Linked DNA regions of Mus musculus: regions 1, 2, 3, 5, 6 and 7 are each linked to region 4. The links are chromatin contacts, called in public Hi-C, HiChIP or PLAC-seq and promoter capture Hi-C maps. All regions are on one chromosome and are shown on one strand. Each heading gives the region's core, a stretch centred on a gene start, on an enhancer-like site or on the middle of the called end of the contact. The rest is flanking DNA. Distances are from core to core; before and after follow the strand shown.

Evidence for each region. Promoter capture Hi-C pulls out the DNA fragments that hold promoters and counts their contacts. A called contact is a pair of places that touch in the nucleus more often than the background predicts. HiChIP or PLAC-seq counts read pairs in DNA pulled down with a chosen protein or histone mark.
Region 1: a Hi-C map of cortical neurons shows a contact between it and region 4, with 2.9 times the contacts expected there. The contact joins the promoter of Pfdn4 here to the promoter of Cbln4 in region 4. A contact is called at or near these places in 14 of 39 promoter capture datasets (the 3T3-L1 cell line, cranial neural crest, embryonic stem cells and 7 more), 2 of 484 Hi-C or Micro-C datasets (Sertoli cells and cortical neurons), 4 of 115 datasets of contacts at active chromatin or transcription factors (embryonic forebrain, embryonic hindbrain, embryonic stem cells and 1 more) and 1 of 9 other capture datasets (embryonic stem cells).
Region 2: an H3K4me3 HiChIP or PLAC-seq map of forebrain shows a contact between it and region 4, with 14 times the contacts expected there. The contact joins the enhancer-like site here to the promoter of Cbln4 in region 4. A contact is called at or near these places in 9 of 39 promoter capture datasets (the 3T3-L1 cell line, the C10 cell line, HPC-7-derived erythroid cells and 5 more), 4 of 115 datasets of contacts at active chromatin or transcription factors (embryonic hindbrain, embryonic midbrain, forebrain and 1 more) and 2 of 9 other capture datasets (embryonic stem cells and liver).
Region 3: a contact with region 4 is called in a promoter capture Hi-C map of embryonic stem cells, with 4 times the contacts expected there. The contact joins the enhancer-like site here to the promoter of Cbln4 in region 4. A contact is called at or near these places in 7 of 39 promoter capture datasets (the 3T3-L1 cell line, the C10 cell line, embryonic stem cells and 1 more) and 2 of 9 other capture datasets (embryonic stem cells and liver).
Region 5: a contact with region 4 is called in a promoter capture Hi-C map of embryonic stem cells, with 4 times the contacts expected there. The contact joins the enhancer-like site here to the promoter of Cbln4 in region 4. A contact is called at or near these places in 14 of 39 promoter capture datasets (the 3T3-L1 cell line, cranial neural crest, embryonic stem cells and 7 more), 2 of 115 datasets of contacts at active chromatin or transcription factors (embryonic forebrain and forebrain) and 1 of 9 other capture datasets (embryonic stem cells).
Region 6: a contact with region 4 is called in a promoter capture Hi-C map of hippocampal neurons, with 2.2 times the contacts expected there. The contact joins the enhancer-like site here to the promoter of Cbln4 in region 4. A contact is called at or near these places in 15 of 39 promoter capture datasets (the 3T3-L1 cell line, 3T3-L1-derived adipocytes, cranial neural crest and 9 more), 2 of 115 datasets of contacts at active chromatin or transcription factors (embryonic forebrain and embryonic stem cells) and 1 of 9 other capture datasets (liver).
Region 7: a contact with region 4 is called in a promoter capture Hi-C map of epiblast stem cells, with 8 times the contacts expected there. The contact joins the enhancer-like site here to the promoter of Cbln4 in region 4. A contact is called at or near these places in 22 of 39 promoter capture datasets (the 3T3-L1 cell line, 3T3-L1-derived adipocytes, the C10 cell line and 12 more), 1 of 15 datasets of contacts at CTCF or cohesin (stem cell-derived epiblast-like cells), 3 of 115 datasets of contacts at active chromatin or transcription factors (embryonic forebrain, embryonic hindbrain and embryonic stem cells) and 1 of 9 other capture datasets (embryonic stem cells).

What each region holds. Positions count from the first base shown.
Region 1 is chr2:170,509,486-170,513,186 of GRCm38.p6, reverse strand. It overlaps Pfdn4 (prefoldin 4), which reads right to left and starts at 1,957. Exons shown (of 4, transcript NM_001110152.2): 1 at 1,718-1,957. The coding sequence starts at 1,741. It overlaps Gm16796 (predicted gene, 16796), which reads left to right and starts at 1,260. Exons shown (of 3, transcript NR_040367.1): 1 at 1,260-2,348.
Region 2 is chr2:170,943,797-170,948,023 of GRCm38.p6, reverse strand. No RefSeq gene overlaps it. Among named protein-coding and RNA genes, the nearest start is that of Gm35033, 170 kb to the right of the region's middle. Within about 2 kb of position 1,758, at least 15 of the 459 cell types and tissues checked have an H3K27ac peak or open chromatin away from gene starts, as enhancers often do. A contact at or near this core is called in forebrain, where this site is marked.
Region 3 is chr2:170,655,531-170,659,409 of GRCm38.p6, reverse strand. No RefSeq gene overlaps it. Among named protein-coding and RNA genes, the nearest start is that of Gm40003, 16 kb to the left of the region's middle. Within about 2 kb of position 1,354, at least 42 of the 459 cell types and tissues checked have an H3K27ac peak or open chromatin away from gene starts, as enhancers often do. A contact at or near this core is called in embryonic stem cells, where this site is marked.
Region 4 is chr2:172,041,956-172,045,931 of GRCm38.p6, reverse strand. It overlaps Cbln4 (cerebellin 4 precursor protein), which reads left to right and starts at 2,466. Exons shown (of 3, transcript NM_175631.3): 1 at 2,466-3,915. The coding sequence starts at 3,634.
Region 5 is chr2:170,528,119-170,532,027 of GRCm38.p6, reverse strand. No RefSeq gene overlaps it. Among named protein-coding and RNA genes, the nearest start is that of Gm16796, 18 kb to the right of the region's middle. Within about 2 kb of position 2,042, at least 7 of the 459 cell types and tissues checked have an H3K27ac peak or open chromatin away from gene starts, as enhancers often do. A contact at or near this core is called in embryonic stem cells, where this site is marked.
Region 6 is chr2:170,766,165-170,769,957 of GRCm38.p6, reverse strand. All of the region lies in intron 1 of Dok5 (docking protein 5), which reads right to left. Among named protein-coding and RNA genes, the nearest start is that of Gm35033, 7.8 kb to the left of the region's middle. Within about 2 kb of position 2,482, at least 25 of the 459 cell types and tissues checked have an H3K27ac peak or open chromatin away from gene starts, as enhancers often do. A contact at or near this core is called in hippocampal neurons, where this site is marked.
Region 7 is chr2:170,877,954-170,882,069 of GRCm38.p6, reverse strand. Dok5 (docking protein 5) reads right to left here. Exons shown (of 8, transcript NM_029761.4): 8 at 2,295-2,896. The coding sequence ends at 2,832. Among named protein-coding and RNA genes, the nearest start is that of Gm35033, 100 kb to the right of the region's middle. Within about 2 kb of position 2,814, at least 7 of the 459 cell types and tissues checked have an H3K27ac peak or open chromatin away from gene starts, as enhancers often do. A contact at or near this core is called in epiblast stem cells, where this site is marked.

The DNA of each region.
Region 1 (3,701 bases), core at 708-3,207, 1.5 Mb after region 4:
AGTCAGATCTCTTAAGAGTTCCAGACCAGCAAATGCTACACAGTGAGACCTTGTCTCAGAAAAGCAAAAGCAAGGACAATGTTTATCGTGGAACTGACCAGTGTAACCCACAGCTGAGAGCACAGTCTAACAAGAGAGGCAAAATGAACCTGTTCCTACCTGGCCAAATCACCGTGGCCCCGGACTGTACTCTGCTACCGTGTAATAATTTGTGGGTGACAGACCAGGGCGAGGGGCTCTTTCGAACTCTGAAGCCTCCCCAGGCTCAGCAGCCATTCCCTCTTAATGAACTGGGATGCTGAGCATCAACCTTCAGTGGTCAGAAGCACTGACTACACGGTGCCAACAGCGAGAACACAAAGGCATTCTACAGGGGCCTTACAAAGTAGAGTGAAAGCAACTGTCTTCAGCCAAGCGCCTCTCATCAGAGACAGACAGGCAAACGGACAGACAGACAAGGAGCCCGGGGTGGGGTGGGGGGGAGACACACACACTAACACACACACAGAGAAACAGAGAGACAGACAGACAAGGAGCCTGAGAGAGGCAGAGGCAGAGAGACAGACAGACAGGAGCCTGGAGTGCAAATGCTCTTTAAATCACAGCTTTTCTTCTGCGCTTCAGTTTCCTCTTCAGCTAAAAGTGAATAAATACAGAATCTCCCAAAAGGTTGACACAGCAGATCAAAATAATTAGCAAATGCTAAGAACTGTCCGAACACACTGTGAAGCCCCAATAGCTATCAGCTGTTTGCTTGTTTGTTCTTTTTTTTTTTTCCCCTCCTCTGCAATTCTTTCCCTGTATTAGATACACCTGCACTCCTGGAAACACGTTTAGGTTATAAAAACCCACATGGAAGTTTAACTTAAGTTGGTGGCTCAAATTTAGCTCAAGTTTCAAAATATTGGTTGAAAGGGTTGCATAGCCATGTCTACTGCCTGTCATGCATGAAGCCCTGGGTCCACCACACCAGCACACCAAAAGCCAGGGGTAGTGGCACACACCGGTGATTCCAGCACCTGGAAAGTGGAGGCAGGAGAGTCAGAAATTCAAAATCATCTCTGACTGCATAGGAAGCCGTGGACCAGTCTGGTGTGTACACACACACACACACACACACAAGTCCGTGTCTTTCAAAAGTGTGATAAGACATCACACCGAGCCCCATGAACAAGGATCGGACGTCGTTTTAAAAATGATAAAGAGCTCTAATTTGACCAAACAAAAATCACCAGACCCAGCATCTCACCAGATGAGTCACCAAAGGAATGGCTGGCTGGCTGGCTGGCTGTGAAGTGTGCGGGGCAGAGCGTGGGGACCCGTGTCCTTCCTAATGGCTGGGAAAAGCCCGGAGAGCCACCGCGCTCGCTCGGGCCGACTGCTCTCAACGTCAATTAGACACTCGGTGCACGGAGCGTGGACCGACCGGAGCGGTCCGGGGCGGAGCACAGAGGTGCGGTAGCAGACGACGCCCCGGGATGCGGTAGCAGACGGCCCGGGATGCGGAGCCCGACCCGGTGCCCGAGGAGATGCACGACCCTGAGCAGGTGAGGCGGTTGCCCTGACGGCGAGCGGAGCGGACAGAAGCACCCCTGTACCCAGCGCGGGCCCCGGCCCCGCGCATCCCTCACCTCCTCAGACCCCGGCCCCCAGCGCCCCGCGTCTCCTCACACGCCCCGGCCCACGGCTCCTCGGACCCCGGCCCCGCCGCACTCACCGCCTTCTTCATGGTGGCCGCCATCTTGGACTGAACCACGGGGCGCGGGGGAAAACCACTCGGGCGTGCGTCACCCCCCGAGGTCCCTCTCGAGCCCTGCTGAGCCAGACTCCCCCCTAACGCACAGCACTATCTCAACACTGCTGCTATCTGTGTCTCTGAACTATAAATTCCCAGGGCAAGGACTCAGGAAAAAAAACTATGCCCTGGAAACACTTGGTATCTTCCAATTAAAGGGACAGGCAGCTTCCCTCTCGGCCGGCATAAATACCAAAAGCGGCCAATAGTCGGGCCCGAGATCCCAGCCACGGCCAGCAGGGGGAGCGCTGGGTACCACCCAGCTGTGTGGAATGGGAAGCTTAAGAAATTCTTTTTCCATTTATTCAACAACCTAGAGAGAAGCTAAGGAGGGTAAGGGCGTGGCTTCGGCAAAGTATTTGGTAAATCATTTGGTCAAGTATTTGCACTCAAGCATGGGGACCTGAGTTCGATCTACAGCCCCTACCACATAAAAACCCAGTGCTGGCGAAGCTACAAGCTGAAGGCCACTCTTGAAGTTGATCTTAGCTTGTATGCCACTGATCACTGCAGGGGACACTAGGGGATCAGCCAGGAATAGATGAAGCCAAAGGTAGGTGACACCCAAAAAGATCCAGAGCAGTGGTTCTCAATCTTCCTAGTGCTGAGACCCTTTAATACAGTTAAATGTTGTAGTGCCCCCCCCAACCATAAAAAGTAGTTTTGTTGCTACTTCATTATGTAAATTTGCTACGGTGCTGGGTCATAATGTCAATAAATATCTATTTTCTGATAGTATTAGGCGGCTTCTGTAAAGGGCTCCCGATCTATAGGTTGAGAACCACTGACCTAGAGCGCTATAACAAACTTAAATGCTTAGATAATAGCTTACTGGACGGTTGCTTGGCTATTTATATTTAGAGACAGGGTCTTGCAATGTAATCCTAGCTGTCCTGGAACTAGCTGTGTAGACCAAGCTGGCCTGAAACTCACAGAGATCTTCCTGCCTCTGCTCTCCAAGCGCTAGGATCAGAGGCGTGCTCCATCATGTGCAACTGAAATGAATTCTTTTATGTGTTTAAAATTAAATTGGTTCAGAAATATGTCTTCCACTCGCTCAAATATGTTAGCCTGGGAAGACTGCCCACACAGGGCCCAGTGGGCACCGAGCTTCCTTAGTAACCAGGGCCATTGTTAACTTCGGTAGCCAAGACTTTGCTCTCAGAAAGTCGGAGGTCTGAGGGCAGAAGAGCTTAGAGTATTGGGGTATGGGCCATTGTCTCATTTACCAAGGGACAGGGAGGACCAGGTGTGAGCCGCAGGACAGTAAAAGCACGGCTGGGCGCTCTTGCATCTCTGCCAGTCCCTCCTATGGCTTCAAGCACAAGGGCATGCCAAGGAGGGGAAGAGGGGCAGATCTCGCCTGTCTGCTTATGACGCAGTGGGTCTCAACCTTCCTAATGTGACCCTTTAATACAGTTCCTCACGTTGTGGTGACTCCCAACCATTAAATTATTTCATTGCTACTTTACAACAGTAATTTTGCTATTGTTATACATTGTAACGTAAATGCCAGACATGCAGGATGTCTGATACTTGACCTGGGTGGGAGGGCCATTCGACTTTCCAAAAGGATCACGGCCCACAGGTTGAGAACCGCTGTTCTAATGTATAATGCATGTGCCCATTTGGTTACAATCTATCTCCTATCGTTACAATGCAATCCTGCTCATTGCTTGCATACCATCAAGCCCTCTGGATATAATGAACTTGGACTCCACAGAGTGAAGTCCTAACACCCTCCTGAGGAAGGTTTGCCGTTTGCACTCTGCTACTTAGCAGTTGCACATACAGAGTCAAATCTCTGGACCTGGAATTACTACGGTGGCACCACTTTTGAGGAACTCATTTGTATATACCGCAAACCCCAGTCCTGAACTCTGTAACCCTTAGACCAGACTCAGAA
Region 2 (4,227 bases), core at 509-3,008, 1.1 Mb after region 4:
TTTGAAGAGAAAAAGAATAACTTACATCCATGGACATGCGTGAGGCTGAGATCCTATTCACTCCTGAGGGATGAAGGAAATAATTTTTAGTCATTAAGTTCATGGTTTCCATTTCAGTCTCTCTAATCTGTGTGTACTCCCTCCCTGTGAGCCCTCAGATAACTACAGACTCATAGATAGAACACACAACACACACACACACACACACACACACTTCATGTGCCCACATACTCTCAAAAGAAACAGACACACACATTTTCTAAAACATTATCAATTCTCATTGAGTCTCTATTACTTAGAGCCAAAATTGCCAAAAATGTGAATGAAAATTATGATAAAAATAGCAACCTCAACATTCCTGTGATATTAATTGAGGATGGTAAGTTTTTTAAAAAAAAAAAAAAAACCAACGTCTCATCATTTATTTAATAACTTAGGTTAGTTAGCCAGGTTCCCTGTGGAGCCTGTTTCAGTCAAGGGAACAGTGAGTGCCTCTCATGGCATTCTGTAGGGTGGATTGAGAGTCACCGATGACACGACAAGGTACTGTGGAGTCTTGGCAAACAGATCAGAGTGATTCAAGGCTGAGGTCAAGTGAGTAAAACAGTTGAAATTGACTGACTAATACAAATTAGTCATGAGTCCCGTGGCTCAGATCTCCATGGAATTCTATGTGTGTGTGCACGCGTGCATGTGTGTGCAAGTTATATTATATGGTGCAAGTTGGTCACTGAGCGATACGTTGGGAGAGGTATAAGTATGGCTTCCCAGCTCAAACAGTCAACTTGTATTAGGAATACTGTAGGGTACTTTCATTGCCAAAAGGTTGACGTCACTTATCTAGCGGGTCCTAATAGTATAGAAGGTAACCTGTGTCTTGGCACTGCGCTTGCTCTGTGGAGTGATGGATTGGATGGACACCAGCCATGCTTCCTAGTAGCAGGGGCATGGATCCCGGAATGTTGATTGTCAACCCTAAGACTTCTGGCTGTGCCATGATCATTCCTTTCCAGGGCCCTATAAAGCCTGGGGAGGTCCCTAGAGCAGAGCAGGTGCTCGCTCACGTAAGCCTTTCTCATCATCTGCCCCCTTAAGAGTACATGCACGCCCTTTTCACTGCGGCTTTTTAAAATCAAGTGAAAATATTTTTCCATCGTCTGCTGCTCATACCTTTGAATCCACTTGTTTGTTTTGTTTGTGACTTATTTAATAGCTCTACGCATACATTTTTATCTGGACACAGACTTCTATGGCTACGGAGTCTGTTATGGAAACCTGACTAAGGTGCGCTCACTCAAAATGCCTTGTCTCCGCTCAACCTGCAAGGGCAAATTCTCTTTGTTTGGAAATCTTCTCAAACAGACGTAAACGCCTACCCTGCCAAATCCTGCAGTCTGAACAATAAGGCCTTGACAAGGTCAGAGGATCCTGAAGATGAAGTGGCAATGAGTGGCCTTTTTTGCCTGTCTGAAAATGCCTCCCACCATTATCGATGTCAGTCTCCCGGCGAACAACTCATCAGCAAAGATCCAGGTAGGTGAACACACCCCAGAGACGAAAGGGCCACGCCCGGAGTCACAGTGCTATGGGAAGGGGCAAGGTCGGTATTGGGCCCAGATTGCCCTCGGGACTTACAAAACTGACCTTAGGGTGAAACTCCCAAATATAGAAAACACTTCATTTCAGCAAGTGTAACCTTCCACTGTTAGAAATGACCGTGGGACGCGCATGCTTGCTCGGTTTCCATGCCTGTCTCACTCACGCTCTGTGTGGTTATTCTGCAGACCGGATGTGAGGTCATGGGCCAGCTGCACTCCAGCAGGCTTCTGTTTTACCCTGCAGCATATTCCCTAATTAATATGAATGCTTCATTTTATGGGAGGGTATTTTTTTTTAGGCTAAACCAGTTGTCACCTTTCCAAACTGCCGCTCCGAAGCGCGCTTGCTTTCTCTCTTCTGAATTGGCTATTTTTCTTTTTCTCCCCAGGTTGTTTATAAAAGCAACTCATGGCTTGGGTTGGGCACAGTCTCACACTGACTTGCAATTTGTACCCTTCCCTGCTGACAAGCTGCGCATGGGAACGCACTGCCTGGCGTTCTGCAATCATCTGACCACTCTGGCATAATCTCAGCTGCCTTCTGATGAGTCGGACTCACGAGCCAAATGAAGATCAAGGAGATCGCCAGTGGACAGGTCTATCTGGGGAGAAAAAAAAAAAAACAAGCTTTCTGCAGACTTCCTGGATCTCTTCCCACTATTTCTATCAATATAAAAATAGAAAGCAGCTATACTCTATTGTCATTCAGATATGGCTTATGTTTGCATCAAAAGACAAACAAAAGGGAGTTCTACACAGACGATATAATGCCTTCCTGCCTTGCTCTGGCAAATCTTGGAACATTAAATGTTGTTTGGGGCCAGCAAGATGGCTTAGTGCCACCGTTCTCAACCTGTGGGTCACCACCCCTTTCTGGGGACTGTGTATCTGAAATTCTGCAAGCCAGATGTTTATGTTATGATTCAAAATAGTAGCGAAACTATAGCTATAAAGTAACAATGAGATGATTTAATCGTTACGGTTCACCGCAACATGAGGAATTGTATTAAATGATCACAGAATTAAGAAGGTTGAGGACCACTGCCTTAGTGGATAAAGGGGCTTGCTGCCAAATTTAACAATTTGGGGAGCTACCTTGTAGAAGAGGAGAACAGAAACCCCACAAGTTGTTCTTTTTTCACATATGCATGGTTTTTCACACACACACACACACACACACACACACACACACACGACAAATGAATAAATAAGTACCTAACCATTTTAAAAAATATTAAATTCAATGTGACACCTAATTAAGCAAAGCCCATGGTACCATAGAAAAAGGTTACCAGGTAGATCACAATTAAAGGTCTCTGACAGGCACCATCAAAGTTGCCTCTGAGGTATAACTGGGAGCAGACTTAGCTATGAATAGAAAGTTTGTATCAGACATGAACGAAACAAAAGCACACTGCACACAATGACCATGATCCCCATGTCCTACTCGTTGGCCTCCTGCTGTTGAACAAACCCCGGGACACATGGCAAGCAGAAACAAATGCCAATGGTACTTCAACCTCTTTGCACACTCTAGAGCAGTGGTTCTCAACCTCCAGAATGCTGTGCGCCCTTAACACAGTTCCTCAGGTTGTGGTGTCCCCCTACCATAAAATTATTTCGTAGCTACTTCATAACTGCAATTTTGCTACTGTTATGAATCATAATGCAAATGTCTGCTAGCCTGCTGAGCCAGTTTCAGGCCAATGAGCACTGCACCCCAGTTTCAAGAGCCGTCATATATATATATGTATATATATATATATATATATATATATATACATATATATATATATATATATATATAATATGTGTGGTATTTTGTAAGATATTTAATATGAAAAAATATGTAAGACTTTTCCACTCAAAAATATGAAACCTTCCAGAATACGGTATATAAGCCATATACACAGTTGTAAATCATTATCATTATAAAGGTGATAGCACACTCCCCCATCCTGATCGCGTCATCCAGACATGGTGTTATACTTCTCATTATCACCTGCTTTTGAAAGTTAAGGAATGGTCAGTCCACAGCTATCCAGTTAGAACACGCTCAGCAGAATAACTGATGGATATTTACCTAGTTTAATTTTGGTGAGGACTAAGGTGGAAAGCATCATCACAGAGTCAATGAAGCATTCACAAGAAGCACCAATGGATGGATTCTTGGAGAAGGTCACTCTGAGCACTGCACACAGGTTCAAGGGCATTATAGGCAGGAATCCCATTTCCATTGTGAGCCCAGGCACCAAACGCCATTCTAAGGGCTTCACCTACCTTCTCCCACAGGTACACGGGTGAGGTACTGTTATTAAACACCCACCCTCTGAGCCCCACAGCCAGGACGAGCCTAAAGCAGCATCCGGGCACTAGTTTTTAAAACAAAATACACGTTTTCTCTCTCCCCTCCAGCAGCTCTGGAAGGCTCTGGGTTTCCATAGAAAAGTACTGCACCCCATCATGAGACCCCTGTGGTATCTGGAGGCATAAACCCTTGGACTTCTGCAAGGCTTTTTTCCCAAGAATTCCAACTAGCATGGAAAATTCTCCCATTGGCAAAAAAAAAAAAAAAAAAAAAAAACCTGGAAAGTGAATCAGGCCTTCAGTCTCACCACTTGTTGGTAAT
Region 3 (3,879 bases), core at 105-2,604, 1.4 Mb after region 4:
AGCGGCTGTTCTTGTCTGTGACACGTGGAGTGTGGGGAAAGGGAAAGGACTTGGTTCTGGGGATGGTGATGTCCTGGGAGGCTGACATACTTCATGTCTAAGCATGTCCTATGAAGCCCACTGAGCATCATTGCGTGGCATTGCATAAAGGCGGACTTCCTGTGTGTTCTCTGTTGCCCCTAATCGTGTGCGGTCTCTTGCTAACCCGTGAACATTAATTATGAATTATTTATTCTTGTAATTTATATGGTAATACAGACATCGTTATACATAATTACAATGAGCCCCATTTCAATCTGCTAAGTATGTGGATAGCTGATATATTTCACAAGCACAGCCTGAGTTTACCATTGCCTGCTCAGCTCATCAACTTCATACTTCCTGAAGAAAACACTCGGGAACAAACGATCAGTGTGTATAAAAACTGCGCTCCACCCCGCACGGCTCCTCTAAGATCAACGGGATACTGTTCATTCAGATGTTGACTGAGTACTCTTGGTTAACTTTGTTAACGACAGTTAGCAGTTAATTTGATAATGGAGCCGTGCGTTCCAGAGATCAGCATAGGTACTACCTAGTGTCGAGTAGTTGCTGAATAATGGGCTAGAACTGAGCCCTGGAGGGAAAAGTTGTGCTGTCAATCCATTTAAAGCACACAGTTTCACTTTTCTTTTTCACGACAGGATGAATCAAACCCAGGGCTATGCACATATACACACAGCAGGCAAGAACTCTGCCATCAAGCTCCACCCAGGCCTGGATTGTTTTTGACATCGGGTTTTGCTATTTATCTCAAGCTAGCCTCTAACTTACAGTGCACCCACCCCAACCTCCTAACTACAGTCAATGTGCCGCCAAGCCCAGCTCCTAACTATCCATTCACAGCTCTTGTGTGCTATGGACATGTGTGAAAGGGACAGAGTATTTTAGAGTAGCGAAATTATTTCAATGTTAAAATGTATGAGGCCGTTCAAAATCCATATTTACAATTTGAAGAAAATCAAAAGCTACAGCAAGGCTATAGAGTAATCATTACAGACATAAATGGAAGGGCTAAAGAAAAACATTTTGCTTGGGTTAAATTCCAAGTAAACATGGACTATAAATCTAACGGTGGCTGTGTGTTTAATCAAAGTGCCTTCCTTTCACTGAGGTACTGGATTCAGAGGGTGTCAACCCCACGGTTTACCAGCATCGGATGCTCCTCTGGGGAGGGGGTAGGAACGTGAGGCAAGACCCCTAGCAGATGAGAGGAGTTTGAGCAGTCAGATTGAATCCCTGGACATCACTCCGAGCCTTAATGAGCTTGGCTTTATCTGTGGCTAACAGCAGGGGAATTAACTTCCTCACCCCCTGCATTGGGACAGCCTGATTTCCAGATGTGGAGCCCTGCTCAGCAGGGTTTTGGCAGCTCCACACATTTCTTAACAGATAGTTCTGCTGCTGCATCTGCCCTGCAGGGGGGCGGGGGAGGGGCAGAAAATGAATCGGTAAATTCAAAACACCATCTTTTCAAAGGAACGGAGGAAGGAAAATGACCTGCATATTTACGAAGGTGTTGGTTACAATTTCCCTCATTCTTTTGCTGTTTTCAAGAGCTTGCCTCACAGGGGAGAGGGAGAGAACAGAACAAAGGGACTGGAATCCACAAAGACCCAACAAATGTCTTGCAAGCGGTTTCTCTGGACTTGAAGCCATCAAATGTAAAGTGACCATTGTGCTTTTCCTAGGAGAGAAATCAGAGTCTGCCTGTTTATCTGGGGGAGCCATATGCCGGCTGTAATGACACTGGGTTTATGGGAGAGCTGTTTCTCTTTGCTTTCCAGAACCCTATCCCAGTACAGCGTTGGCCTGGAAGCAGTAATGGAATCTAGCTTCCCCTGTCTCTCCTCTCAACCTTGATATGTGTGTGTGTGTGTGTGTGTGTGTGTGTGTGTGTGTGCGCGCGCGTGCGCACACACACATGGGCATGCACGTGCACACGCATACACGCAAACATCAACTTTTATCCTGGGTGACCTTTGACAATATCTAAGGGACATGCTGACTTTCCAAACGACTGCTGAATGTGAGAGTATGGGATGGCAGGCATCATGAGTTCTAAGACGCGATGCAACAGCATCTCCTCCATCTTTGCACACGACAGAGCTCCGCTACTTCACCTAAAGTGTGGGGAGAACTTGAAAAGCACACGTCTACATTGTCGTCTTCTGGCTTCAAAGACTGAAGAGCCTCTGATGTGTTTCAGTCTGTATTCCTGAGATAACACGGCCTTCCTTGTCCTCAATGTCTATCAAGGCTGGGAAACAAGGATCGAATTAGACTTTAAGCATGACTATTATTGGGTCCAAAGAAGAAATACTATGGTGGTGAGAAACAGGACAGACTCACAATGGGGTGACATGGCTGTTGCCATGGTAAATTATAGCAAATAGGGACTAGTAACCCCTGAGGGCATACTGTGTTTTGGTGTGGGTGTGATGTGATCAGATATGCCCAAACTTTTGACATTGCAACATGGCGTTGGGCATCGCCATTGTCCAAAGCCCAAGGTATGGAACTGGGTAACTGAGTTATACGACAATAACCCAAAACTTGACTGTTTTGTAAGCATGTTTATGATTCTGTGTTGAGCAGCATTCACAGCTAGCCTTGGGTACATATGGCCTGTCATCTGGTCTAATCCCAGCACTTAGGAGGCAGAGGGCAGAGGCAGGTAGATCTCTTTGGGTTTGAGGCCAACCTGGGCTACAAAGCAAGTCCGCTGTTAGCCAGAGTTCTGTTACACAGAGAAACCCTGTCTCAAACAAACAAAACAAAACAAAAACAAAAAAAATGTTCAAATTGAAAGATGATGAAAAGAGCTTGGTTTTTGGTTTTTTAGAGTTTAGGAAATTTATAAAACACTGAAGATATTATGAATGAAGTGGGCACCATCGATCAGCCATCCAGAAAGAGGAGCTGCTCATTTCCACAGCTCCCTTAACACCTAGGCAGGCTTGTGTTTTTAAACCCAGGCTGTGCTGACTTGATTTTACTCATTTTGTTTCTCCTGAGATGAGCTGCGATTGTTATCAAAAGTGATTCCAACTAGGCCTGGTGACACACAGCTGCCATCCTTACAACCCAGATAAGATGCAAGAGTTCAGGGTCATCCTTGGCTACTTAGTAACGCAAGGCCAGCCTGGGATAGATGAGGCCCTGTCTCATACAGAAGAAAAAGACTCAACTTATTTACTTTAGGGAGAAATTGTGAAGAACAGATCTTTTGTAGAGAGTCCATAATGTAAGAACTGGAGTGTAGAAAATGGTTTTAGAATGTTCCGGATTAATCTCCAGTGATGCACACACTGAAGAGGTTGCAGGGGTATAAAGGCCAGGTGGCAAAGCCACTTAGGGGCACAGTGAGAGCTAGAATCCTGGCCCCTTCAACTCCAAATCACTTTCTTTGCGTTACTCCCCAGCTCCTTTCCCGACAATGACGACAACGACGACGCTGCCTCCTTAATGAATTGACCCATGGCTGGCACATCCAAGCTGTATTTAATCAGTTATTCTAAGTATTGATTTATCTCTCCACACAAACAAAAGCTGGACATTCAGCAGGGCGTGCCGCTAAAATGGCAATGCTTTCTACCTCAGTAGCAAAGCATTATCTAGATAAACAAAACAACATGTCCTCCTGCCTGCTCCCAGCAGGCCGCAGCAGGAGTTCCTTGTCACTGAGACTGAATTACTCTACGATTCCCAGAGAGTTTTATGACCAGAAGCATGCAGGAGCATTGATTTTATGCTAGATCCTTCTAAGCTATAATAAGATAATAGCGGCGTGACCAGCTTGACTTCAACCCACAGCTCTGCAAAGGACCGTCAGCCTGT
Region 4 (3,976 bases), core at 1,217-3,716:
GGCTCACAATGTCATATAACTTTTCCTAGCAGGTGACTGCAGGAAATGCCCCATCCCACACCTACAGGTCACCTTGAATAGCAAGACTTCTTTTAACAAGGAACCAAGACTTTCACCCAGATGACTGAAGCTTTGGATTTGTGTTTCATGGAAGAAGTTTCGCTCCAATTAGCTTGTACTAGAGGACAAATGGCTGATACGATGCAGTCTATTTAGAAGTGTTCAGTCGCTGTTCATTTAGCCCCTGGGTCTGTAATGCAGTCCCCCTGCTGGATTTGAGGCCTACAAAAATACTCCGTCGGTGACAGAAGAAAGAAATGTATTTAGCTAAGAGCTTCTTTGGAAAATAAATCCTAAGAGAAGAAAAGAATACAGAGAGAATATATCGGGGCTTGTGAGGAGAATAAAGGTTATCTATTTAACAGCTCTGTCAATTGAGTTCTTTCTCAAACTTCTCCCAGTTGAAAAACAAACAAACAAAACCCCAAGGCTTAGCTTGGATTCTTCATCTTGGCCAGAGGAGGCACTCTTACCCTTACAAGAGAAAAAGTCGAACCAAATTTCTTCTAGTGTCTGGTCTCAAACCCAGCCCTGGAGCCAGGGAGATGGCTCAGCCAATAAAAGCTCTTGCTCTGCAAGCACGAGGGTCTAGCAAATTCCCAGAACTCACATGAAAAGCCAAGTGTGGATGCACGTGCTTATGACACCAGCACCAGAGAAGGGGGAGACAGGAGGCTTGCTGAGGCTGGCTGACGGAGAGCCAGCTCCAAGGTCAGTGAGAGACCCTGTCCCAAGGGAGTAAGGTGTAAAACAATAGGCAATAGAGCAGGACCACGTGCACATACACGAGTGGACACACACACAACATGCACACACACATGCCCACACATACACATATGCACACACATGCATGTACACACACAATGGAACATGCACAGACATTCACATGTACACACATGCACACATATATACACATACATGCACACACATACACACATGCACACACATGCATGCACACACACAATAGAACATGCATAGACATATACATGTACACATACACACATGCACACACATACACACATGCACACACATGCATGCACACACACACAATAGAACATCCATAGACATATACATGTACACATACACACATGCACACACATGCATGCACACACAATAGAACATGCATAGACATATACATGTACACATACATACACACATACATATGTGCATATACATTTACACACACATACACATACATTTGCACACACATGCACACATATGTATACACACCCACACCCACACACACCACGGAAGTGCCACAGGCACTGCAATGACTAGTGATCAGTGTTTGAATAAGGACATCAGAAAAGGTCAGATGAGAAACTATATGAAGTTTACGGTGGTGTCAAGGTGGCACTCTCCTAAAGGCCTGGCAAGCTTTTCTGTTTTTTTTTTAGAGCTTCGATGAAAGATATGCAACATTGTTACAAATAGCATAGCCCCAGAGCCCCAGCAACTCACAAGCTGCACTGACTACCTCCCTCAACTGTGTTTCCAGACAGCACATCTTTATATCACTATAAGAAGTTGGGGCTAAGGATCAACCCTAGGGGCATCTTGTATCTTAATACTTGGAATTTCAGCATGAGCTTGCGGCACACATTCCCTTGGAGAACCTTAGGAGATCAGACTAAAGATGTAGGTCTGTCTGGATTCTGCAGAGGAAGAGCTCGAACGCCATTCCAAGAACGCACAGGACCATCTGGGAAGCTTAATCTGACCCAAGGACATGACTCAACCTCTAAACAATTTGCAACCAGTACGTACTAATCAGGAGGTCTGAGTGGCTGGTGGCTTCCACAGGGACGTTGTTTTGATTAGAGAATAGCTGCACTGTTCTCCTGCAGCTGAAGTCAAGAGAAGTCAACAAGGAATTTGGGAGTGTCCTGACCCCAAAGAATACTGAACCAGAAAGCCGGGGCCCTTAGTTTGGGTAGTATTGGCCACTCATTAAGGTCTTGGTCAGGTTCATGCAGCCAACTCCAAAGCCAAGCTCTGCTTCCCCGCTTCCCTTCCGTGGCTTCCGAAAAGGAAAATAAGTTGCCAGTCAGAGGCCAAGATGGCAGTGGAGTGCACAGGGGAGGAACATCAAAGAGGGAGAGGGTGCAGTACTCTCGGGGTGTGCATTTTAATTGTTACATTTAAGGGATACTGTTCACTATGATTGTTCCTGCCCCTGATTGGGATGGCTGCACAGCGTGAGAAGGCGAGCCCCAGTGGGTTCCGAGGCTCATCCTCTTGAGCAGAAGAAAAAAAAACAGGCGCCTCCTCCACACCCGCCCCGCCCAGGGCACAGAACTGCCCCCGGGCTTTTCTGGGCTCTCCAGGCTCGAGGGTTACGTGGGACAAGCTCCTGACCAGGCGCAGTTGGGGGACACTGGCTGGTCCTCTTAGCGTCAGATAGCAAACCGCGCAGATTCGCCGAGGTCCTTCCATCTCCACATCTGAGCTGGCAGCGCCACGTTCGGTTCAGAGAGTCTTGCGCAGGGCAGGGTGAGGGGACCCACAACTCCCTCTGCGGGTCCAGGTGGAGCTGGCGGCGAGCAGCCGCGGACCCCTGGCAGGTGCAGGCAGGTGAGCATCATCCTCTGGGTACACAAAGTGCGATTTCGGGGGGATCAAGTGACCTCAGACCTTGGCAGCCGGCAGCGCCGTGCGTCCCGCTCTGTCCGGGTGCGTTCAACGTCACACAGGCGCTGCTCCGCTGGGGTCAACGGACGCCTTTTCTGCTTTCCGGGGATCCACGGGATGAGCGGGCGAGCCAAAGCCATCTGCAGGCAGCACTCCTATAAATAGCGCGCGGGTGCCCTCTCGGCGCTGTCCCTCCGGCTGCACTGCACGCTGAGACACAAAGTTGTGCGCAGGGACGCGGGAACCCAGGGCAGTAGGCGCCCTGCACCTTAGAACTGCTTTTGGCGACGGGCACTCAGCTGCCGCCTACCTGCGTCGGAGTGACACCGGGCTTTGGGGGAATTTTTGACCAAGCGCAAGTGGAAGTCGCTAGCATCCTAGCCATGGACATAACCTGGCATTCTTCTCATCCCCGGAAACACCTCCTGCCTCTGTAATTTGTTCCTGCGCCAACCAGAGTCCCTCGGACAGGACCGACACCCGCACCGCTCGGCACTAGCCACCTTTGCTAGCGTTTACTCGCGGAGTCCCCTCTGTGTCTTCAGCTCTGTGCTTCACCAGGAGTGCTTGGGTTCGGGGTGAGAATTTATTTTGTTCTTTTGAGGTGTGACTGAGAGGGTCTGGAGACTTTTTAGATGTCAAGGGACAAGTGTGGGTGCCGTGGCCCCAGGCAAAACTGATTTGGGGGTGGAGGAGTTAGGGTAGGAGTTCTGCATGAGCTCCTTAAAGGACAAAGGTAACAGAGCCAGCCAGCCAGTTCGAAGGGAGACTTCAGTCCTGAGAATTGGTGGAAGTGCGCGCGCCGCTGCTGCCGCCGCCGCCGCTGTTCCTGCAGCGCTGTCGATCTAGCCACTGGCGTCTTCCCGAGCTCCCGGATCCCGGGGTAGCAGGCGCCGCCTGGGAGCAGAAGCGCCAGGCTGCCGCTTGCGCACGCGGCTCACCATGGGCTCCGCGCGCCGGGCGCTGTCCGTGGTACCAGCCGTTCTGCTGATTCTAGTGCTGCCTGTCTGGGCACAGAATGACACGGAACCGATCGTTCTGGAGGGCAAGTGTCTGGTGGTGTGCGACTCGAACCCAGCTACAGACTCCAAGGGATCATCATCTTCCCCTCTGGGGATATCGGTCCGGGCAGCAAACTCCAAGGTGGCTTTTTCGGCGGTTCGGAGCACCAACCACGAGCCATCTGAGATGAGCAACAAGACTCGCATCATTTACTTTGATCAGGTCAGACTCCCGAGGGATGCAGAGCGCATATGGGGATGGGTGGTCTCTGGGTATCGGGGGC
Region 5 (3,909 bases), core at 793-3,292, 1.5 Mb after region 4:
GTTCCCAGAGACTGACCTACAAGGAGCCTGCTGACTTTTCTTGATCCCAGCTGCCAAAATTCAGGGAGATTTGTCTGAGCCTCCATAGTTAAGGGATGCAAGAAGTCGCCAAACCCCCGCTGTGACGTCTAAGTTGTGTCTGCCGTACAAAGGCTCCAACTAGGACCGGTAGGAAGCTCAGGTGTGAATGTTCACAATCACTCCCAGTGTGATCGGATGTTGCTAAGGTGTTCATTTTCCTCGGATGCCAAGGACTGATCTCATTGTTGAGATAGAAACGTGGAAGAAAGGAAGCTGTAAAGACACTTGAAAGGTTAAACAAGGAAGCTATAGACAATTAGAAAGTCAACATTTCTGCAAGAGGCATATTCCCATGAAAAGCAATCCTTACATACACATATACGCATAAGTCTGGCTTCCTGCTTTAGTCTGGGTTCGGTGTGGAGTAGAGCTCATGACCCAGGCTTAAGCAAGCAAACCACTCTATCTCCTTAATAATCGACAGACTTGTGGACAAGTGACCCGAGCTGGTCCAATCAGAACGAATCTCTAGTTTCTCCAGGAAGACAGTTGTTTTGAATGCTTGCACCCAAATTGATAAGCAGATGTGGCCACCAAGGCCATCTCTCCATGATGACAGAAGAACTCGGAAGAAGCCCCTGGGTTCTGATGCTTGTCATCTAGGAATGAAGCCAGAAAGCTGACGGGGGAGGCTTGCAATCTCTGCCACCAGCACGAGGTCTAGCCCCTCCCTGCATGGTTGGTTATGCGTGGCAGTAAAATTCCTTCTGAGTTTTGGCCAGCACAAGGAGAAAATTCTGCCTGGTTGTTTGCCTAGATCACATTCAAGTGTCTTCATATCTTCAAGACCTTTAAGAGGACAGCTATTCCACTGGTCAGATACCTTGAAGAGTCCCATTAACACCTCCTAGCATCTCGATTATAGCAGGAGATGCTGTTGGCAGCCAATGCAGAGATGAAAGAATACCCACTAAGATAACCATGGTAGCAACAGCCAGGCATGGAGCAGCGGCTGTGCACTGGGTTCTGTTGACATATACGGTATCTCGTTATACCCCCTTTTTTCCTTCTGTAATTAGGAAAGTAGTTACAAGGCAAATTCTAGGTCTCAACATTTAAGGCTCGAGGAGTGTTTCTGCTTCTTTCTACCAATGAGATTGTTTTCAAGGTGTCTTGTATTTAAAGTATTTATTTATTTTATGTATGTGAGTGTTTTTTTTTTCCTTCATGTACATCTGCACACCAAACATGTGCTTGGAGCCATAGGACCTTCTGCAACAGGAGTTACAGAGGACTGTGGAGAACCAAACCCGGATCCCCTGTGAGAGCAGCATGTGTCCTTAACCACTGAGCCATCTCCCTGCCCAGGTGATCTTACTTAGACTCTCCATGCTTCAATTTCACTGCCAAATGGGATGATGATTTGTGGAGCTGAGAGCCAGGGATGGTGGCACACACCTGAAATCCCAGAATTCCACAGGAGTGCGGGAGGGCTGGGAGTTCAAGGTCATCCCTGGTAACACAGGAAGTCTAGAGGCTAGCCTGAGCTATAAGAAACCCTGTGTCCTTCCGAGAAAAGGGTGTGGCTTGGGAGGTTAGTCAGTAAAGCCCTTGTATGTATGAGATCTGGAGTTTGGACCCACAGCAACCACATATATAGCTGGGCACAGGTGCCTGCAGTCCCAGCACTGGACAACTGGAGACGGAATTCCTGGAGCTCACTAGCCTGGTCAGTCTAGAAACAGGCCAGAGTCATTGTTTGGTCTGTAGGATCTGATTTTAGGATCATCTTATTATTAGCAGGGCGACTAGATGGAGCTCTCGGATTCTTCAGTGTTGCCCGGTAGGCTGGTGCTGCTGTCTGTTCAAATGCTAAATCCTGTACCCCAAGATTTCCCGAAGACTAGCAAATTACCATGTACACTAGCTTTTGTTGTGCAAACTTAGCCGCCCAACGGAAAGCTATTGGTTAAATAAGAATGGCTACAGCCAATTACTGGGGAGAATAGAGAGAGGTGGAGTTTGTGTTACCGGGACAATGAGGAGAAAAAAGAAAGGAGGAGGAAGAAGGAGTAGACAGTGATCTCCATTGGCCATTGGAAGTGATGGACTGGGAGCACGTAGCCAATCGAGATGGACCCTGAGGACAAGATGGTGGAGCAGAACTAACCCAGGGCACAGCTGGGAATCTACACTCTAGCAAATAGAAATATAGATTAGAGGTGATCCCCCAGTGATTGCGCAACGCTAAATAAATAAATAAATAAATAAATCATAGTTTGAGTCTCATTCATTTGGAAGCTAGATGGGGATAGTAAAAATTCTTAATCTGTACTTCATGGCAGGTGGGTAGCCTCCCTCAGTTCCTCCTCCTCCTCTTCCTCCTCCTCCTCTTCCTCCTCCTCCTCCTCCTCCTCTTCCTCCTCCTCCTCCTCCTCCTTCTCCCCCCACCCCCCCACACACACATCAGCTAACCAGCTTCATCAGAGTTAGCATGCAAGAGAAAAAGAAAGACAAGAACACCAGGAATGAGAGTCGTGGGTTGTCGAGGGAAGGAGACGTTTGTCTATACCACTGGTATGAAATTAAAACTGGTTCCGTTTGACTCTTGACTCATAGAGTCAGCCACTGTGAGGCTCAGTTCTCCTTTCTCTAAACTCTGTGTTATATAAAAGCTCCAAGGTCCCTCTCAGCCCCAACATGATGGCTGGGAGACCCCAAACATTACAGAGAGCACACCCGGAAGCCTCTTTGGACTCCAAAAGGGATCGATCCGACTGCGTTTGTTAATGCCACCTCCTATGGCCTTCGGTGCTAATAAAAGTCATAGTGAAGAAAGCAATCGGATGCTGCACGGGGTTCACCTCCTGGGACGCGAGGGGCCATGAGATCCAAAAGGGGGCCCGCTGTGGCCATATACCGCTTTGCAGCATCTGAGAAGGCGGGAACATGAGTTTCCAAAATTTAATTGAAATGGGAAGATTTTATTAGTTTACCCGCAAGTGTCAATAAACACTGGTGCCCAGCAGCCAGTTCCCTGCGAGCCAGCAGCGGCGCTGTCACGAGGTTAATAACTTCCCTGCTTTATGGACAGGCGGACCCTCTCGGACTGCCTGCCGTGCAGTTTGTTTAGATGTTTTCCTGACCGTATTTTCAAAAGCTCTATCTGTTATTTATTTATTTATTTTGAACTGCTTTCCTTTTGAGCGTCTTTGCAATAATCTCTTTGAAGTCACCATAGCATGGCAACTAAACGCCAGAGTTAACAACTCCCTGGTGGTGCATTTTCTTTAAAAATCCTTGAAATGCTTATTTATTTAAAGGGACCCTCCTTTAGACAGAAGATAGGAAACATTGTTGAATAATGCTGTTTGATCGAAGGTCTGAGATAGGCAAGATTTGATTTAGTTTGCAATTAATTGGAAGGATTTTTGTCGGTGCACGTGGACTCCCACGGCTGCTGCGGTCTCCTTTGGAATTGCAAGGTGTTGCTGGTCTGTGCTCTAGAACCGGCAACTGTTTGTCGTCTCTTCCTTGCTTCCCACCTCTTCATGCCTTAAGGTTGAATGATTTCATAACGATTGAAAGCTGAGAGCTCACACATGCATAGTGTGATGCTTCGTGACAATTACATATTCCGGAGTCGCGTGGGAGATGGGTGGCTGCGCATGCCTGTTCCGGATTATTTTGATTGAGTGAATTGAGGCAGAACACCAGTCCCCGGTGCGTGGCGCCATTCCTCGCCGAGGATCATAGACTATGTAAATGTAGTACCGGAGCCGAGTAGCGTGAACTCATTGCTCTCTGCTTCTTGGCTATGGATGCCTGTGACCAGCTCCCTGTGAGCAGCTCCTGCTGCTATGATGTCTCTATCGGAGCTGATTGTGC
Region 6 (3,793 bases), core at 1,233-3,732, 1.3 Mb after region 4:
AACAATGATTCATTGGAAAGCAAAAAAAGGAAATTGGTTATTTCACAGCATAGAGGCAAATTCTCCAATATGGCTACAAGCCCATCATTTATTTGAATCCCATGAGGGTGTCGCAAACTTAATGACATCTATTTAAAGTACAAACTACTTATTTGAGAAATCTGCCAACAGATTACATTCAAACTTGAACCCTGACCCAAAGGCAGAGTGTATTTCTGCCTTCTGAGAATGCTACAAAAGTATGGCCAGTCCCTTATTTTTGTAACATAGTAACTAGCAAAGTTTGTATCCTTACAGAGAAGAACATCCTCCTAAGATGGGAGGGGGTCAAATTTTAAAGACAATAACAGAAACAGAATCAATGAAGAGTATTATTTATAGGTTAAAAGTACATAAATCTAATATTAAATGTCTGTCTTTTTTTTCAACATTTACTGTGAAACAGATACTAAACATCCAATATATATTATGCCTCCTTTCAAAAGAAGTCATATATTTATTCATTTTGGGGGTAAGTGGGGGTCAGAGAAAAGCATGTGAGCGTCATTTCTCTCCTTCCACCATGTGAATCCAAGGGATTGGACGCAGGATATAAGGCTGAGGGGAAAGAGCCTTTAGCCACTGAGCCATCTCACTGCTGTCCCCCCTTTTATGTCTTTCAGTCTTCATAACATTCGTCTTCTTGATACAAAAGAATAAAGATCAGAGTGCAATAGGCACACCCCAAAATTATTAACTAACGCATACACTTTGAAAATCTGCCAACTTACGTTGGAGACCTGGACACGTTGATGCCTACCTGGGTGGACTCGAACTAGGCCCCAAATTCCTCGTGGCAAAGTAAGATCTGGTAGCAGCTATCACAGAGAAGTCACTGAGAACATCAGGTGGGCAGTCATACGAACAGCTTACCGGAGGACCTAGTGCACACAAAGATCTGGGAGGAGACCCTTGTCCACCCAGGCTGCCATACCAGAGGCTACGGAGGAGTGGCTTACAAGCAGCATCAATTGCTTGTCACAGCTCTGGGACGTGTTGACACACGTGAGAAAAGGTCCTTGAGCCTCCTTCACAGGGGCTGCCATGTGGCTCCTAAGGGTGGCTCCTAAGGGCTCTCTGCTCTTGCAACCTCCCAAGAGCCCCAGCCCCCAACACCATCACCTGGATGACTAGAATTGTAGTGTCTTCACTGTGGAGGGTCCATTACATCCATTACACAGCCATGCAGACCACCAGGGGCACCTCGGTGCTCTTCCCACACACTCAATCCTGTCTAGGAAAGGTTGTGCTTGTCCGTTAGACTAAAAAGGAGGTTACAGCTCAGAAACAGAAGGAAGAGCTGAGTCCCCACAGAGGCTTTTGAATGGCAAAGCCAGAATTTAGTCACAGAGGCTGAGACATTCAATCTCATGTTGCCTAAATCGCACGGGAACACCAACCCCCCACTTCATGAATATGCAAAATAGCACTTGATACCTGTCACAGCCCACACCTCTGTCTATCATACCAAGTGAAAAAATAAATAAATAAATAAATAAATAAATAAATAAATAAATAACTGAGTCTGGGTTAGCCCAGTGGCAGCAGGATAGACAGAGGATTAGGGAGCAAATCTTTAAGCTTGCGGGCAAACACTATACAAAGGTGGGAAGTCATATTTTAATCAAGTACAGGCTACTAAGTCTATGGGGAGTTTAGATACCATGATATTACTTCAGAATTCTCAAACATAAAGAACTTGGAAGACGAGTATAAACGCAAACCTCTAGAGAGGTGGCAGTGTTGACGCTGAAAGTGCAGCTTCAAGAGATTAGAGACTAGGAGGGACTTTCAAGTCCAGGAGAGACCTGCGGGAAAGAGAATCACCTGAGGAGAGGCAGTGATGCAAGATGATGCAAGGATGCTAAAGGCATCAATGTTAGGTTGGACTCTCTGTACTTAGGAAGCTGAGACCAGGGGGATCATAAATTTAAGGCCAACCTGAGCTACATGTTTGGCTTGGGCTATGTGAAACCCTGTTTCAAAACTCATAATAAAAACTTCAGTGTAAGATAAGACTGCGCATTCTGAGAGAAGTCTGTATTTGCCAGTCTAGTAAAAGAAATCCTGGTTTCCTAGTGTGCATATCTTGGTTGACTAAGTGAGGACATATCTGTATTGATATTTTTGTCATTTACATCTCAGCTACACCCTAAGTCAGTGTGAGCATGCAGCAAACATCAAACCACCTTAGCCAGACGTCAGCTCATCTCACGAAGGGACTTGGATGTTTGTAACGATGAAGAAAGCCTTACCGAGAATGTTACAAAAGCAAGATCAGGCTCTGGAGCTATTGCACAGACTCCATCAGATGCCAAGCAAGTCAGAACGGGTCTAGTGAAGCTGAGAGCTTCCAAAGGGTTAAGCTGAAATCAGCCCTTTCCCTTTCTGGTGTCTCTCCATCTGCTGCATAGGCCTCTATAAATAAGACAGAGCCGCAGAACACACCCTTACTATCTCCTAAGAGGCGAGCATTGAAACAATGTTGCTCAGTTCTCTCGAAGACTGAATTAGAATCCTCATTTGAATAAAAGCAACCCCCGCACCATAAGCACGTCCATAGATATTCCTGCTGCAATGAAATATGTCTCCGTGGCTGACAATGGCGCCCAGAATGCATATTTAAACACAGCTCCTCTCCCAGTCCTAACAGGATTATACAACCACAAACACTTCTACGCTCTTAAGGAATTACACACAGGGAAGTGAGGAGACAGGAGCTGCACCCTGAGACGTTGTCAACCTTTAGCTTACGGGTTTAGCATGACACATCACAAGTGAACATTTTACTGTGGCGTACACATCTCTTTATGCTGTCCCTGTCTGCTCAGAGAGTGAGCAGTATGTAGGATCAGGAAGCAATGGGTTGTGTCAGAAGCTGCGCCCAGACAAGGAAGTCCTCAAGATCGCCTGCTCTGGAAAAACCCAACTGCCTAGAAGCAGTCCAGGCTATCCCCTGGGCTATCCTGGGTTTCTGGGAAGCTTGGATCTCCTTCAGAGATGCTCATCATGTTCAAGTTCAAGTTGCTGCACACACCTTTCATTGACTCTTCCGTTAATTCACCCTTCATTGTTCACGGGCAACCAATAGAACAAATGACTGTTCTTTAGTGAGGAATTTCACTTTCCGAACTGGATTAGTCGAGCAGGAACATGCTCCTACACATTTACAAATGGGTCTCTGAACTGAAATTGGTAGGAGACTTCCAAGGATAAGGTTTCAAAGGACAGTTGTGTTGTGGATGTGCTGTGTGAGCAGGAAAAGGGTCTCCTCAAAGATGTCTACACTCTTAACTAAAGTTCCCAGGAAAAGCCACTTCTGTGTTAAACATTCTGCACACAGACTGGTTCACATGAACTTTGTTACTGGGGAGAGTTGGAATGCTACCGGTCCACAGCCCAAAGTATTTTGGACCATATTGGTTCCTTAATGGCCATTCATCTTTCTCCCTTGTATCTGACCTAAATCTCTGTGAGCTCTCAGGGTTTGGAACATCTTAGTTTCATAGATGGCTAGGTTCCTTCTAGCCACCCCAAAGCTTAGATGTCATCAGACAGCATCAACAGTGGAATGTAGCCTCCAAGACAACCCCAGGCTATGGCCAATCACATCTGTCTCAGACTTATGCCTTGTGCTCAGTCTGCTGTGCCTTGCAGTGACGATGGGAAAAGATGCTTCACAGGTGGGGTTAGGTCAAAGGTGTTGGAGTGGAGAGTGCCTGGGGTTGTCTGGCCAGGTCCGCTGTCACCAGGA
Region 7 (4,116 bases), core at 1,565-4,064, 1.2 Mb after region 4:
TGGGAGAGTCGCTTATGAGACTGCAAAAGCAAAGGAAAAGAAAAGAAAAGCCAGGTAGAGCCGGAAAGGAAATGGAGCAGGGCGGGGAGGGGTGCTAAGTGTGCATGGCGAGCTGCATTGTTACAGACGAAAATGGATCCATCTGGGAGAAGGAAGAGCAAAAATTACGTGGGGGGAAAAAAGCTGCAGAGAACCCAGACAGAGTGCAGGTGCATTCTGGGAAGGCCATCAGACCCAAGCCATTAAGTTGCCCTAATCCATTCATTAATTATTAGCTGACTTCAGACCTCTCTCCTGAGATCTCTCCCCTCCTGGGAAAGGTCCTACCCGAGGTGTCCTTGGAATCTCAGCTCTGGAACAAGCAGTGCATTTAGCTTAGCAGGCTTGGGTTTTTAGCTAGGCTGAAGATATGGGGTTATAAGGTGTGTCTATCTCCCCTTTGAGCCTTTCTAGAAATGCTCAAACAGCAATGGGATGTTGAAGTGTTTTGTGGGAGCCTCTGCAATATATATATATATATATATATATATATATATAATTCTGAAACTCATTAGGTATTTTCTTCCATGAAAATAATGGATTCAGAGGAAGCTGGTGTGCAGAAGTGTGCATTCAAGGTGAAGTCTCCCATATACAAAGAACCCCATTCCGAGGATGTGAATCTGACCTTCTCTCTCTCTCTGTCCATCTGACACGCATCTATCAGGGGTCCAGGCTCAGCTCTAGGGCTGAACATTGTAGTTGTCAAACTCAGCAAAGACCATCCAGGATGATTTGAACTCAAGATACAAGGTGCTAAGTGTGCATGGCGAGCTGCATTGTTACAGACGAAAATGGATCCATCTGGGAGAAGGAAGAGCAAAAATTACGTGGGGGGAAAAAAGCTGCAGAGAACCCAGACAGAGTGCAGGTGCATTCTGGGAAGGCCATCAGACCCAAGCCATTAAGTTGCCCTAATCCATTCATTAATTATTAGCTGACTTCAGACCTCTCTCCTGAGATCTCTCCCCTCCTGGGAAAGGTCCTACCCGAGGTGTCCTTGGAATCTCAGCTCTGGAACAAGCAGTGCATTTAGCTTAGCAGGCTTGGGTTTTTAGCTAGGCTGAAGATATGGGGTTATAAGGTGTGTCTATCTCCCCTTTGAGCCTTTCTAGAAATGCTCAAACAGCAATGGGATGTTGAAGTGTTTTGTGGGAGCCTCTGCAATATATATATATATATATATATATATATATAATTCTGAAACTCATTAGGTATTTTCTTCCATGAAAATAATGGATTCAGAGGAAGCTGGTGTGCAGAAGTGTGCATTCAAGGTGAAGTCTCCCATATACAAAGAACCCCATTCCGAGGATGTGAATCTGACCTTCTCTCTCTCTCTGTCCATCTGACACGCATCTATCAGGGGTCCAGGCTCAGCTCTAGGGCTGAACATTGTAGTTGTCAAACTCAGCAAAGACCATCCAGGATGATTTGAACTCAAGATACAAGGGGCACTGTGAAACATACCCCTGTTCCATGTCAAATTTGGACCTCACTTTTATTTTGAAATACCATATAAGCGCCACTTACCTGAAGATCAAGTTTAATTAGGGGACATGACAGCGAGCAAGGTGAGTGCCCCCAGCTTGCTTTTCCAGCCTGGCGAGAACATAACCTCTAATTGTCACGAGATGCAATTGCCATCTGGCACCTCCCCAGTGACACAGCCTGAAGAGCGGGGTGACCTTCTCTTTAGAAGGCCGTCGCCCCTGGAGGCCCATCGGGCAGGTGCCACTCAGTACTGCAATTGTATCTTAATTCCCTTGATGCCCTCGTCTGGAAGAAATTGAGGTTCTTGGCAACAAAGCCAGAGTCTTTATACCTCTGCATGCCTAGAGTCCAGCAGAGCACTGGAGACGAGAAGACTCCAGATCTGATGAATGAATGAATGAAGAGATGTGTCTGTGTCTGGATTTGTGTGAAACACAACGCAAAACCCTGTTCCCAGTGCATTTACCCTCCAGATACACTAAGTGGGGGCACAGAGAAAACTGGCACCGGGACCCGGGGACCGGATGGTGAAGCTGCTTATTCTAAAATGCCTTACGTAAGTGGTCTACTCAAAATAAAGGCTTTTGAGGGGTCAGAGGGGGTTGAGGAGAACGCATGTTCATTGGGTCTTCTGAGGGGGTCTTCCCTGAGAAGAATGAGTGGAAATATTGATTTAATTCACTGGGAATATAACCAAATGCGAGTTCATGACTGAGCCAGAACCCCAGCCCCAGTCACAGAGGGATAGTGCAGAAAGAACTAACGAATACTGAAGAGGCATTTTATTGTCCATGATGACTGTCTTACGACGGAAACACTTACAAGGAAAATCACACAAATCCACAGAGGGACAGACTCAGAGAGGCACAGGGGGCACTTGTCACCAATAGAAAATCAGTCCGTGGTAGCAACACTGACTCCTCTGTCCAGCTATAAAAACAGGGTGGGCTGATATTATCCAGTGCGTTTCCATGAGGTTAGGGCTGTATCTTTAAAAAAAAAAAAGAAAAGAAAGAGAGAGAAAGAGAGAAAGGGAGAAAGGAAGAAAGGAAGGAAGGAAGGGAGAGAGAGAGAGAGAGAGAGAGAGAGAGAGAGAGAGAGAGAGAGAGGAAGAAAGAGAGAGAGAGAAAGGGAAAAATATTTATACATATGTTGTTCTGCAGCGTTTCCCGTGGCCACACACATTAGCAGGGTGCGAAGCTGCTCTTCTTCATCTGCACTCTCCCTGGCTGTCCCTCTGTGTCCTCCTGCTGTGGCTGACACAGCACAAATGTGCTAACAGCTCTTGGCGGTTGCTGTCAGTGCTCAGACCGGTAGGTGGGGAAAGTCTCTGTCCGGTGAAGCTTCAGCGGGCTGGTGACATCTTTTCCAAAAAAAAATTAGAGAGGACAAACAGTTATCTCTCAAGAAAGCTCAGGATCAAATTGGCTAGTACTACAGTTGATTAAATTTACCAGAGAAAAGTGGCCTGTTCAGGACAGGAGACTGTATTCCTAAGGTCACTCACACAGATATGCAAATACGCATCACTAGGGAGTGCGTGATTAACATATCATTTGCATTTGGCCTTTGCCTTCAGCCCTGGTCAGTCCTTAACAGCTGTGTTAACTCCTTAAACTTTCATCTGTAGTTCCTCCCTGTGTCATGAAATTCGGGTGGGGGGGGGGCGTGGAAAACACAGGACTAGGGAAAATTTTGATGTAGACACTCTTTGCAAACCTGACTCAGAATAAGACAATATTGCACATCTTCATATGTCACTGTTAGAAGACTTTAATTTCCTCTATTCCAATTCAGTTTCCAGCCCAATGAACAAGTCAAGAATGCCCCCCCCCCCTTGAGAGGTCACCTGGGAGAGGGGGCCAGGAGAATGGATGGAAATGGGGGGTGAGGTAAGCATCTCTAGGATTGTGCCAGACACTTGGGATGGGGGAGGATCCAGGAGTCTATGAGGGGGACTCTAGCTGAGACTCCTAGCAGTGGGGGATATGAAGCCTGAAGCATCCTGTAGCCAGGCAGGACTCTCAGTGGAGGGATAAGGACAGCAACCCATCCACAAAACCTTGGACCCAAAATTTGTCCTGACTACTAGAAGTGCAGGGACAAAGATGGAGCAGAAACTAAGGAATGGCCAACCAATTACTGGCTCAACTTGAGACCAACCAATCCATGACACTATTAACCACCAACCAGAGAGCCTACAAGGGCTGGATCCAGCCTTCTCCACCCCACACAGATGTAGCAGATGTGCAGTTTGGTCTTCACGCAGATCCCCCAACAACTGAAGTGGGGGCTGTCCCTGACTGTTGCCTGCTTGTGGATCCTGGTCCGCTAATTGGACTGCCTTGTCTGGCCTCAGTGGGAGAGGGTGTACCTAGTCCTGCAGTGACTTGAGGTGCCAGGGTGGGTTGGACCTCCCTGAGGTGAAGGGGTGGGGGGAACGGGGTGAGGGGCCATGTGAGGGAGAGACTGGGAGAAGAGGGCCTGCGATTATGATGTAAAGTGAATTAATTAATTAATCAATTAATCGATTAATTGATTGATTGATTGATTGATTGATTGATTGATTGATTGATTGATTAA